3 separate regions of the Sus scrofa genome follow, and all the other regions are linked to region 2. A link is a contact called in public HiChIP or PLAC-seq and promoter capture Hi-C data. All regions are on one chromosome and are shown on one strand. The core of a region is the stretch at or near the end of the contact, and the rest is flanking DNA. Distances in the headings are between cores, read along the strand shown.

Region 1 (3,569 bases), core at 223-2,722, 860 kb before region 2:
TTTGCTGCTCAAATATATATATATATATATATATACACACCTTTCTATATATCTATATACATACCTTTCTATGTATATATACACACACACCTTTCTATATATATATACACCTTTCTATATATATATACATATACATACATATACATATATACATATATATACATACACACATGTACTTTTTTTTTGTCTTTTTGCCTTTTTCTGGGCCCACTCCCGTGCATATGGAGACTCCCAGGCTAGGGGTCTAATAGGAGCTGTAGCCTCCGGCCTACGCCAGAGCCATAGCAACGCGGGATCCGAGCCATGTCTGGAACCTACACCACAGCTCACAGCAACACTGGATCCTTAACCCACTGAGCAAGGCCAGGGATCGAACCCGCAACCGCAGGGTTCCTAGTCAGATTCGTTTACCACTGTGCCACGACAGGAACTCCTACCTTTCAATATATTTTTAAAAAGAAATTTATCTTTCTACAGTAAACAGTCCCTTAAGTTTTCTATATAGTGACAATACTCTCCATTCGAATACGAGTATTATAAAACCACTTGTGAATTCAGCAACCTGTACTCCAGACTTTTGAAAACAAACCTCACTTTACTGAAGTGTGTTTACTGTTCTAAGACAAAAGTGTTACACAGGACAGAATAATGTAACTCACCAGTACATTCTGTACATCACACTATTTTTAAAACTCAAGACATGAATGTATTTAAGTATACAGGTTACAGGTTACACTTGTAAAAGTTATACAACAGATACGCCTAAAACTGATACCTTGAGTGTGTCCAGTATACCCCGATCCTTAAATGTCTGGTACAGCTTTTTGCGAAGTTCATCTTGACTCAACACGTCAGATTTGGGGGGCATGGTGGACTGTAAGAGAAAATGGTTACGGGTTATCTCTCAGGCAGAGGGGACCTGAATTACTGAAGACAGACCGGTGGCCTCAAAGTAAGCCCAGAGACGCTTTAACCGAAACAAAGCCTTCACTTTGGCCCGCCTCCAGGAAGCGGCTGGTGTATCTACCTGAGCCATCAGGTGTCGGCTTCCTCCCGAGCCCGTCCCAACCCTCCGTGGCACGAGTTCAAGACCTAGCCCAGCAGAATCCCTGCCCTCGGAGCCCCGCCTCTGTCCCAACGGATCCGGAGGAACAAGAGAGCCGAACACTGCCTCGCGCTCCGAACCAGGAACCGGGGCAGAAACGGCCACTTGCTTTCTCTGCGGTTCTGATGGGTGGGCGGGGCTGTGACCCACGCGCAACTCTCACGGCCAGAGAGGAGGCGGAGACCGGAAGAGAGGAGGCGCGGCGCAAGGAAACAAGCCGGGCGGCGTTCGCGGAGCTCAGAGCTGAGCCCACCCCTCCCCGAAGTCCTCTGAGCCCAGCCGCCCTATCTAGAGCGCTACAGCGCACGCGCCGGGCTGCGCAGCACTCCCGCCGGAAGCTCCGCCTACGTGTCGCAGGAGCGCAGCTGTGGAATCTCGCGAGGGTAGCTTCGGGAGTCCCCACTGCAGCTGTGGGGCGCGGGTCTCTGCCGCGGGGACTGACTGGGCGTTTCCGTTGCCGGCGTCTCGCCGCAGGTAGGGGACGGAGTGAGTGGGCGGCTCCGGGATTCTAGGGACGTCCTGTGCCCCGCGTGACCCGGCTGTTGACCTAGTCTCTCCCTTCTGCCCTGGGCCCAACCCGCCCGGCCAGTGCACACTTTAACAGGCAAACGTGCGCGGACTCTGGGGCTTTGCTTGTTCTGTTTTTTCACTAGGCCACTCAGGTAACCCCGGTTTTGTTAACCGCGGCACTACTGGCGTTTGGAGCCGGAAAATGTTTTCTTGTGAGGCTGTCCTGTGTACTATAGGATGTTGACCAGCATCCCTGGTTTTTATCCATTACATGTCAGTAGCACTCGGCCCCCCCCCCCGTTGTGACAATCATGAATGTCTCCCCACATTGCCAGGTCTTCCCTGGGAGGCATAATCGCCCCCCATGGAAAACCGAGCGTGCGGTGAGGAAGATAGGTGAACTGTGTTCCTACGATGTTTAAATCTAATTAGAAAAGGAACCAGTCTCTCTAGAAGCAATAATAACATTAAAGCCTGAGAATTGGCTAAGATACATTTTAAGACTTCATCAGGGCTTTGCTAGGTAGGATTTGGATGGTGGGCAGAAAGCATGGGAGGAAGGGGAAAATTCTCAAAAGAATTTAAAAAAAAAATCGTGATACTCTCAAGAGCAGACGAAACTTGCTTGACTCCAGAGCCCCATCCAGTGGGTATGAGGTATTTAAGTCCTACGAAGACAGAATTGGGCCAGTGCTGGCTGTGTGAACAGCAGTGATAAGTACAATGAATTTTGACCCCTAGTCATTCGAGGCTTAGAAAATGTAAGAAACATCAAGCGTGAGAGGACTTCAACAGGAGGTAGGGAGTGTGTAGGTTGGTGTTGGGAAATAATTTGAGGAGGGATTTGATTGGACTTAAAAAGATGGGTAAGGTTTACACATGGAATCAGGGAGAGTATGCCAGGCCAGGAAACTTAACTGGAGTGGACACAATCACAGCTGGGGAGAAAAAAAATAAGTAGCCCAGTCCACTCTAGCCGATGTAGGGAAGTGAGATTGAGCAAAGCCATGCACAGCAACATAGGACTAGGTTTTAAATATTGGTACTTGATCTTGTAGATGAGAAGCATTAAGGCTTTTGAGCAGAATAGTGAAATGATGAAACATGTTCAAAGGTGTTCATGTTGCAGATACTGTTAAATAAAAACACATCTGTGCCTCAATACCCTGTTACCCCCACTTTTGGTCCTCAGATTACATAGAGTTAGATTCAATATCTAAAAGCCAGCATCATCTCACTTGGAGGTAGAGGAATTGCTTCTAATTTTAATAGAAAATGTCCTATTAAGGAATTGTCAATACTGTCCATCCTGCTTATTGCAGGAGACACGTCCTGTGCCACACTAGGTTACTCTTGCAGCCCCAAGGCTACAGAATGACTGAAGCCAGTGCTGTTGGGAGCACAGAGCGGTTTTCTAGAAGTTCTTCTATAGGGGATATAAAGAGGTTTGCTGGACAAACGGATGGTTTTGGGACTGGAGTCCAAGTTGTCTTGGAGGGGACTTCTAAGTTCATGGAGCTCATCCTCCCACTCTGGCACTAGTGGCCTTTCAGCCTCCCCTTACTCGCTTCCAGTGAAGAGGGTGGGGGAAGGGGAGTCCTCTCACCAGGCAGCCTCAAAGTTCTTTAGTTGTTGCCAAGTTCTCCATTATATGGACCCACCTAATTTTCCATGTAACCTGCGAGGAGCAGTCCTAGGCTTGGCCTCTGGAACAGTTTGGAGTAAGTCTGTCTAGTTCACAGCTAGCAAATAGTTGGCACTCACATAGGCACTGCCCTCTCCCAAACCCACAGCATTCGCCGATCATTGATCACAGCCCTCCTTCCCGCTGACCACCCTAGGGGTCTTCTCAGACTCTCTCACACCATTTCCTTAGAATGAGCTCACAAGACCCATTTGCCATCCCTAGTCCGATCCCTTTTCCATTAGACAGCTTCACATTTAAAGACTGTAC
Region 2 (3,552 bases), core at 819-3,318:
GAGACTGTGTGTCCAATCAGACAGTGTCTTATAAATGAGGAATGGGGCCAGTGAGCACCAGCAGACAGCAGACCAGATTTCTGGTCCTGGCTGAGGGATCGAGTCAGGAAGGGGCCCCTGGACAGAAATTGCATCAATGCTCTCAGCCTTTTGCCCGTCTGCGTCTCATCTCTAGGACCACCTTGGTAAAAACTGGATCCCTAGCACCGTACCTGACACAGGAAGGCCTGTTTGTAAAAATCAACCTCTGGACCTAGACAGTTCGTGGAAAAGAGAACAGTCAGGAAATTAACCTTTTAAAAGTCTAGATCGTAAAAACATCAAACATATGTAAAAGCATAGAAGGTAACTCCGTAAGCAATGCCCGGACTTCATGCTGAGTGGTTTCTGAAATCTCTTGATTTCCAATTATCAAGAGGCTGTTCTAAAACAGGCAAAAGCAAGTAATTTCTCCTTGACTTACAGGCCACCACCCATTATCACACTCTTCTGAAAGCTCCTGCAACGTGCATGGGACTGGCAAAATGCTGCCGCATTCAAACCTAGATCGACGATCCTTCTCCAGAGCCCTAGGCATCCTCCAAGACCTCTGGATGCCAAGCGGCATTCTTTAGCTGAATGACTCCTGCATTAGTACCATCAGACACCCATTCGCAAATGTTTCTTCACTTCCATTACCGTCAGGGCAGCATACCAGGCATTTTCCACCTGGAAGAAGGGCTTCCCATATCCCCGAGAGCTGACTCAACAGCCAACTCCAGCTTCTGGACATGGAGTAACATCTCTCCTCCGTATCTAAGCCATCTTGGCCTAATTCAAGATCATTCAATTGTCTCCCCTGTTTCCTCCGAGAAGTTTCTAGTTTTAGGTTTTTCATTTAGGCCCGTGATCCATTTTCAAGTTCATCTTTGAAATGGTGGGAAGTACGGATGCAGTTGTTTTTATTTTTGTTTGGGGGATGGTTTGTTTGGGGGGGGGTGTCTGTGTTTGGTTTTATTTGGCAGCTGCAACAACTGTGCCAGCACCACTTGTTGAAAAGGCTGGCTGAACTGGATCTTTGCCAAAGATATCTGAGGGGGCCACCGGCCTGACCTCACTGAACAGAACAGACTACTTCTTGTGGACCTGAGACAGAGGCAGCAGTTACCCTCAAGCCATCATGGCCTTGCTGCCGGACACAGCAGAGACCCAGGACGACGACGAAGCTGAAAAAAGTCCATCAACTCTGAGGCAGAAAAGTTAACAGCACAGGGGATCCCAGCACGTGCGCCCGCGAGTTCCCAGGCTCTAAACACTATGCAGGACCACAACCTGGATAACTCAGACACCAGCACCCTGGACGCCCAACTCTGTCACCTGTGAGCTTTTAAAACGCCCCCAGACTCGGATCAGAATCTCTGGGGCATGGCAGGGAAGCGGCATTTTCAACCGTCCGCGGCGAATCCAGCGCGCTGCTGGGGCCGGGGACGTGGGCGGGACGCTCCCGACAGAGCCCGCCCGGGGCTTAGGATCTGCCCAGCAGGAACCCGGACCCCGGGTCGAGCACGCCCAGGGGCGTCCCTCCCCGCGTGCCCCGCACCGACGCGGTTCCCGCCGGCTGCACCCACCTCTTCCCGACACCCTGTGACCGCCCCGAGGTCGCTCTTCCGGGCTGGGGCCGCCCTCCTCGGCTTCTCCCGGACGCCGCGGCGGTGGCGCGGAGGCCGCATAGTGGCCGTCCCGCCCCGGAAGGGGAGCGGGCGGCCGCGGAGGGGGTCCCGGGCGGGCGCCGGCCCCGGCCCGGCCCCGCAACCGCAAGCCCAGCGCCCTCCCCGGCTCGGCCCCCACCTGGTCTCCTGGTTGCTGAACTTCTTGGTGACCACCTTGCCCAGCTCCAGGCCGAGCCGGTCGGCCACGCGCTGGGACAGGTCCTGGTGCGAGCTGCCGCTGAAGAGCACGATGTTGGGCATGGTTGCGCGCGGGGCTACAAGCGGCGCGGGGCGGCACAGGCGGCAGAAGCACGGGAGGCCCCGACGAGAGCGGGAAAGCGCGAGTGGAGGACACCAGCAGGAGCGGAGCTAAGAGGAGCTGGAGGGGGCGGAGCGGGCAGGAGGAGGAGCCGGAGAGACGGGGCTGGAGGAGGAGGAGGAGCCCGAGGAACCGCAAGGCGCAGCCGCAAGTCTCGGAGGAGGAGCTGGAGGGAGGCGGAGCTGCGGGAGGAGGGGCGAGAAGAAAAGGAACGCGCAGTCGCGGAATCCGGAGGCGGAGCTGGAGGGCCCCGGACGGAGGAAGGAGGGGCTGCGGGGTGGGAAGAACGCGAAAGCGCAGCCGCGGGCTCCGGAGGAGGAGCTGGAGGGGGCAGAGCTGCGGGAGGAGGGGCGAGAAGAAAAGGAACGCGCAGCCGCGGAACCGGAGGCGGAGCTGGAGGGCCCCGGACGGAGGAAGGAGGGGCTACGGGGTGGGAAGAACGGAAAAGCGCAGTTGCGGGGCTCGGAGGAGGAGCCGAGGGCGGAGGAGCGGGAAAGCACAGCCGCGGTTCCGGTAGGAGGAGCTGGAGGGGACCGAGCTGAGGGAGGAGGGGCTTGAGGAGGAGGTGGGGTGGGAAAGGGCAGCGGCGGAACCCGGAGGTGGAGCTGCCGGAGGAGGAGCTGAAGGGAGAGGGGCGGGGGAGGAGGAGCTGGAGCGGGAAGGGAGGAGGCGGGGCGGGAGGAGAAGCCGGCGGAGCGGGAGAGGGAGGGGGAGCAGGCTTGGAGAAAGTTCCTGCGAGTGCTGCCAGGCGGGGGATGCTAACACCAAGGCGATAGGATGAGAAACCCTGGGTGGCCTGGCTCCAAGGGAGAGCTGCGGGACCCTAATCTTGACTTTTCTGTCCTGCTTCGCGGGGGCGAGTCAATGAACCGGATTAACTGGGCACAGAGGGAGGGTGCGGAAAGTGGCGATGGAGGCGCCTTGCAGCCAGGAGCGACCCCCAACCTGGAATAACCCAAAACCCGTTGCAGATCACTGGTGCCCAACTGCAGGGGGTCTGCAAACGCATGCTGCCTGTTTGTACCAGAGCGCTAAACATTGTTTTACTCTTGAACATGTGTGTATCGATGATAATGACGACAATACCTTTGGACTCCAATTAGAAATATTATCCCTTTCAAAAAGGAACACCTTTCTCTCATTAGTGGGTGTGTACTGCAAAAAAAAAAGAAAAAAAAACCCACTCAATTACTATTCTAGTTTGGATTCCATCAATAAAACATTGTGAAAGTTTGTTTTCTCTCTTGTTACATATCTACTTACATGATATCCTCGCCGGTTTTCCTCTTGGCCCACAAATCCTGAATTATTTACCTAGGTTCCTTGAAAAAGCCGCAATGCCAGGGGCCATCTAAGCCCCGATCACAGGTGGAAGGGGCAAGATTGCTCTTGATGGTGAGTTGGATTGAACCAAGGCCCTTCCAGATTCCTTATTTTTAGGTGAATGCGGCAACCCTCCAGCCAGATCGCAGCAACTCAGAGGACTCAGGTGGCCCCCAGCAGCAGCAGCAGCCCTCAACCTCTTTGGAGGCGCCACTTTTCCCT
Region 3 (3,363 bases), core at 690-3,189, 990 kb after region 2:
CTGCCCATCTATCCCAGCTAATCAAACAAAAGAGGAAAAGCATGTAACATTCAGTATTTCAGTTTGATACGAAACAAATGCTAACAGCACATCAGAGAATTACTTCACATTTGAGAAAACTATTGAAATATTTTAAAATCACACAAAAGATGCAAATAAACTGAAAAAGGAACTCATTCAGACACAGAAGCAACCGGGGTTTCCACAATGACCCAAAGAGAATAAAAATACAATCGATTTAGAAGTCATCATTCTTCCAAGGAGGCAAGGTTTGATTAAAAAACAACAACAACAGGAAATGAAGTGTTTCTAAAACTTAACAAAGACGTTTGCAATGTGCCTGTGCAGAGATTATCAACTTTCCGTCCGGTTTAACAAGTACACTCACCTCCTGTTCCAACCATTAAAATGGATCAGATATTCTGGGATCTTTCTGCCTTTTTCGTCTTTCCCAACAATAACATCGACAATCTGAAACCAGGAAATGTTGTCCACAAACGACAGAACATACAGAATATTGGAAGCTGGATCAGGAAAACTAGATCATCGACCTTTTTTTAAAAGAAAAGAAAGCATTCTCTCCTTTTTTAGACAGAGAGCGGGGCTGAAACATTTTTCCTTTCAATTCCATTTTTTTTCCTGAGTGGATGCCTCAAAATAGGAAACATCCCTCCAACCAACCCCTGATTGGTCTCTGACTGTGAGAAAGGGTGCCACTTCTGAAGGCATTGGCCGGCCAATGTGTCACTAACCAGAGTCCAGGCCAGACCAGCGAGCTGCAGCCGTGAGACCTCTGGGAGTTGTAGTCTGCTGGGCTCCGCTGCGTCCAGGGCCAGTTCGGCTGGCGGATTAGGCCATCCCTCCCAGCGATGTCCCCAGGGGGAACGTCTGGGGCGAATGATGGGGCGTGTCACCCTTAAGGAGACTCCAGGCGGGGAGGGAGGAGGCACAGCTAACGGAGACGGGGGCAGCGGGGGGCGGAGCCCGAAAGGCCTGGGATGTCCTCTCCAGGGCAGCGCCGCCCAGACACACCTGGGGCCTGGGACCTGGGGCCCGGGGCCCAGGGCCGGACCCCACCCCCAGACTGCGAGGCCCACTCCCCCTCGCCATCCAGACCTGAGGAGCTGCAGATGTGGCTCAATTTCCCCCCAAGCCCCCGAGATTTAGGTGGAGTGGCACGGGGCGCGACACGGAGACTGAAAATGTAAATGTCGCAAGGCCCTGAAGGACGAAGACACCGGATCAACCTTGCCCTCGGGGTGAGGGGTCAAGGCCTAAGGGAGGGACCAGGCCCAGATACGCCTGGGTCCCAGGGCAACGACGTCGCCAGAAGGGGGCCATCGCGGTGGCGCTTGGATACGGGGCGGGGGGGGGGGTCAGGGCGTGGGACGGGAGCCCGTGGGGCGCTACACCGCGCAGCCTAAGGGGAAATTTAACCCGAAGGCAGAGACTGTGTGCGAGCGGTCTCCCGGCTGCGCGGCCCACAGCGGCCCTCGCGTGGGCAAACGGGGGCCGCGGCCCCTGCCACAGCCTCTGGACACCGGAAGTGCGAGGTTTCCGATGGCGCCCACACCGCCACCGGCACCAGGCGGAAGCGGAAGCGCCCGAGCCCCGACTCCCCAGCGCCGTGCCCCGCGAGCGCCCCCTGCCGCCCGCGCGGCGCCGCGCAGGCCGAGGAGCCGCTAGCAGGGAGCGCCCCAGCCCCGCCACTTCCCCCGCGCCGCGGCGCCATCCGCACCCGCATCCGCGTTCGCCTCCCGTCCCGGGGTCCCCGTCCCGCGCGTCCTCCCTGTCCCTCCGCGGCGGCACCTTGGCATCGTACAGCACTCGCGCCTTGGTGGGGTCAGGCTCGAAGCACAGCACTTTCTCCCCTGAGTGGAATTTAAATTTCATGCCCTCGCTCGCGCTCATTTGCTCATCGTGGCGGAGGGCGAGGCTCCGGGGCGGGCGGAGCGCGCGCGGTGGGGGAGGGGGGTGGGGGCGGGGAGGTGGCGCGCTGTGGCGGGGGTGGTGGGGACGGAGCGGGGACTGGCGGAGGCTGCGGCCGTCCCGCCCTCCGCCCCGCCTCTGCCCGCCCCGCGCCACTGCCGGACCTCGGAGCGGCCGGACGCGCGCGCTCCCGACCGGGCGCGCCTCTGCGAGTTCCCGCCGGGCTCTGGGTAGACGGCGAGTGGGGAGCCCGCGCCCCAGGTCCGCCCGCCCAGCGGCCCCTCCAGCCTTCCTAGGAAGGGGTCGCGCCCACGGGGTCATCGCGCCGGACGCGCGCTCTTCGGTCCCGGGACGGGAGATGCCCGGACAGAGCCCGTCTATGAGGGGGCACTGGCGGTGGGGAGGCCGGCGGCCGCCCTCTGGGAGCTCCTTGGCCACGCCGCGTCGGCCACCTAAGCGGAGCGCGCGCCGCCAAGTAGGGCCAAGCGGGGAGGATGTAGCGCCGGAGTCGGGTCTAGATGGGCAGCGGTCTTGGGCGGGGGCGGAAGGTTGTAGGGTGAAGAAAGCACTGGGGCACCTCTGGGCCAGGAGGAGCAGGTGGCAGGCCTGGAGCCCTCCTGTGACAGCGGGTGAGAAGTGGGCGGCGAGGCTGATGAGTCCTTACCAGGTCTTTAACATCCTAAGTCTCAGCTTCCAGCGTGGTGTCTCAGCCCCCAGAACGTGCAGTGAGGTTCCGTTAAGGTCATCTTCTGCCATACACTGAAAACTCCCTGCAGTTGAGAGGTATTGTGTGGCCTGTCCTAGCGGGTACCTACACAGAAGGGATGCCCAGGCGACATGGGATGAAGGAATGACAAACGCTGGGAGACGCTTTTTTTTTTTTTGGCCCGCAGCCAAGGCTGGCGTAAGTTCTGGGGCCAGGGATCAAGCCCTAACCTGCCTCACAGCAGTGACCCGAGCCACAGCAGTGACAACAGCTGGATCCTTAGCTGCTAAGCCCCCAGGGAAGTCCCTGGAAGACCCTTCTTGAAGGGCAAACCTCTAGAGACACGAAAGACGGTGCTGGGTGTGTTTTCCTTTGAGGAATGGGCAGTCTTAAGGCAATGTAGTTGGTGCATTGGGACCCACTGGAGACCAGCTCTGAGGTCCTAGTGAACTGCCAGGTCTCCACACTCTGGGCTCCGTTCCTGCTTCCAGAAATGTGCACTTGCTTCCGCCTTCACTGGGTTCCTGGTACACATCCTTCACACTTCAGTTTGGACACAGCCACGAGATAGACCCCTCCAGGATTCCCTCACTGCTCTCCACTTATCCATTCCTTGCAGTTACTGCTCTGCAGGAGGAGGGCTTTTCATTTGCAAAATGCCCTCCTTAAGATGCCCAGCTCCTTGATGCTTGGGAAGGCAGGGCTGGAGGAACTCTCACCCAGTTCAT

What was found. Promoter capture Hi-C pulls out the DNA fragments that hold promoters and counts their contacts. HiChIP or PLAC-seq counts read pairs in DNA pulled down with a chosen protein or histone mark.
Region 1: a contact with region 2 is called in an H3K27ac HiChIP or PLAC-seq map of skeletal muscle, with 7 times the contacts expected there. The contact joins the promoter of TRAPPC2 here to the promoter of PRPS2 in region 2. A contact is called at or near these places in 1 of 5 promoter capture datasets (liver) and 1 of 2 datasets of contacts at active chromatin or transcription factors (skeletal muscle).
Region 3: a contact with region 2 is called in a promoter capture Hi-C map of liver, with 18 times the contacts expected there. The contact joins the promoter of MSL3 here to the promoter of PRPS2 in region 2. A contact is called at or near these places in 2 of 5 promoter capture datasets (fetal liver and liver) and 1 of 47 Hi-C or Micro-C datasets (heart right ventricle).

The regions. Positions count from the first base shown.
Region 1 is chrX:10,363,998-10,367,566 of Sscrofa11.1, reverse strand. TRAPPC2 (trafficking protein particle complex 2) reads left to right here and starts at 1,472. Exons shown (of 5, transcript NM_001244809.1): 1 at 1,472-1,579. OFD1 (oral-facial-digital syndrome 1 protein) reads right to left here. Exons shown (of 23, transcript XM_021079582.1): 2 at 776-874. The coding sequence starts at 868.
Region 2 is chrX:9,503,550-9,507,101 of Sscrofa11.1, reverse strand. It overlaps PRPS2 (phosphoribosyl pyrophosphate synthetase 2), which reads right to left and starts at 2,068. Exons shown (of 7, transcript NM_001243801.1): 1 at 1,828-2,068. The coding sequence starts at 1,949. LOC110257839 (histone transcription regulator 3 homolog) reads left to right here and starts at 1,948. Exons shown (of 4, transcript XM_021080605.1): 1 at 1,948-2,026; 2 at 2,063-2,520; 3 at 3,448-3,552. The coding sequence starts at 1,948.
Region 3 is chrX:8,517,975-8,521,337 of Sscrofa11.1, reverse strand. MSL3 (male-specific lethal 3 homolog (Drosophila)) reads right to left here and starts at 1,939. Exons shown (of 13, transcript NM_001244081.1): 1 at 1,810-1,939; 2 at 389-471; 3 at 1-17. The coding sequence starts at 1,911.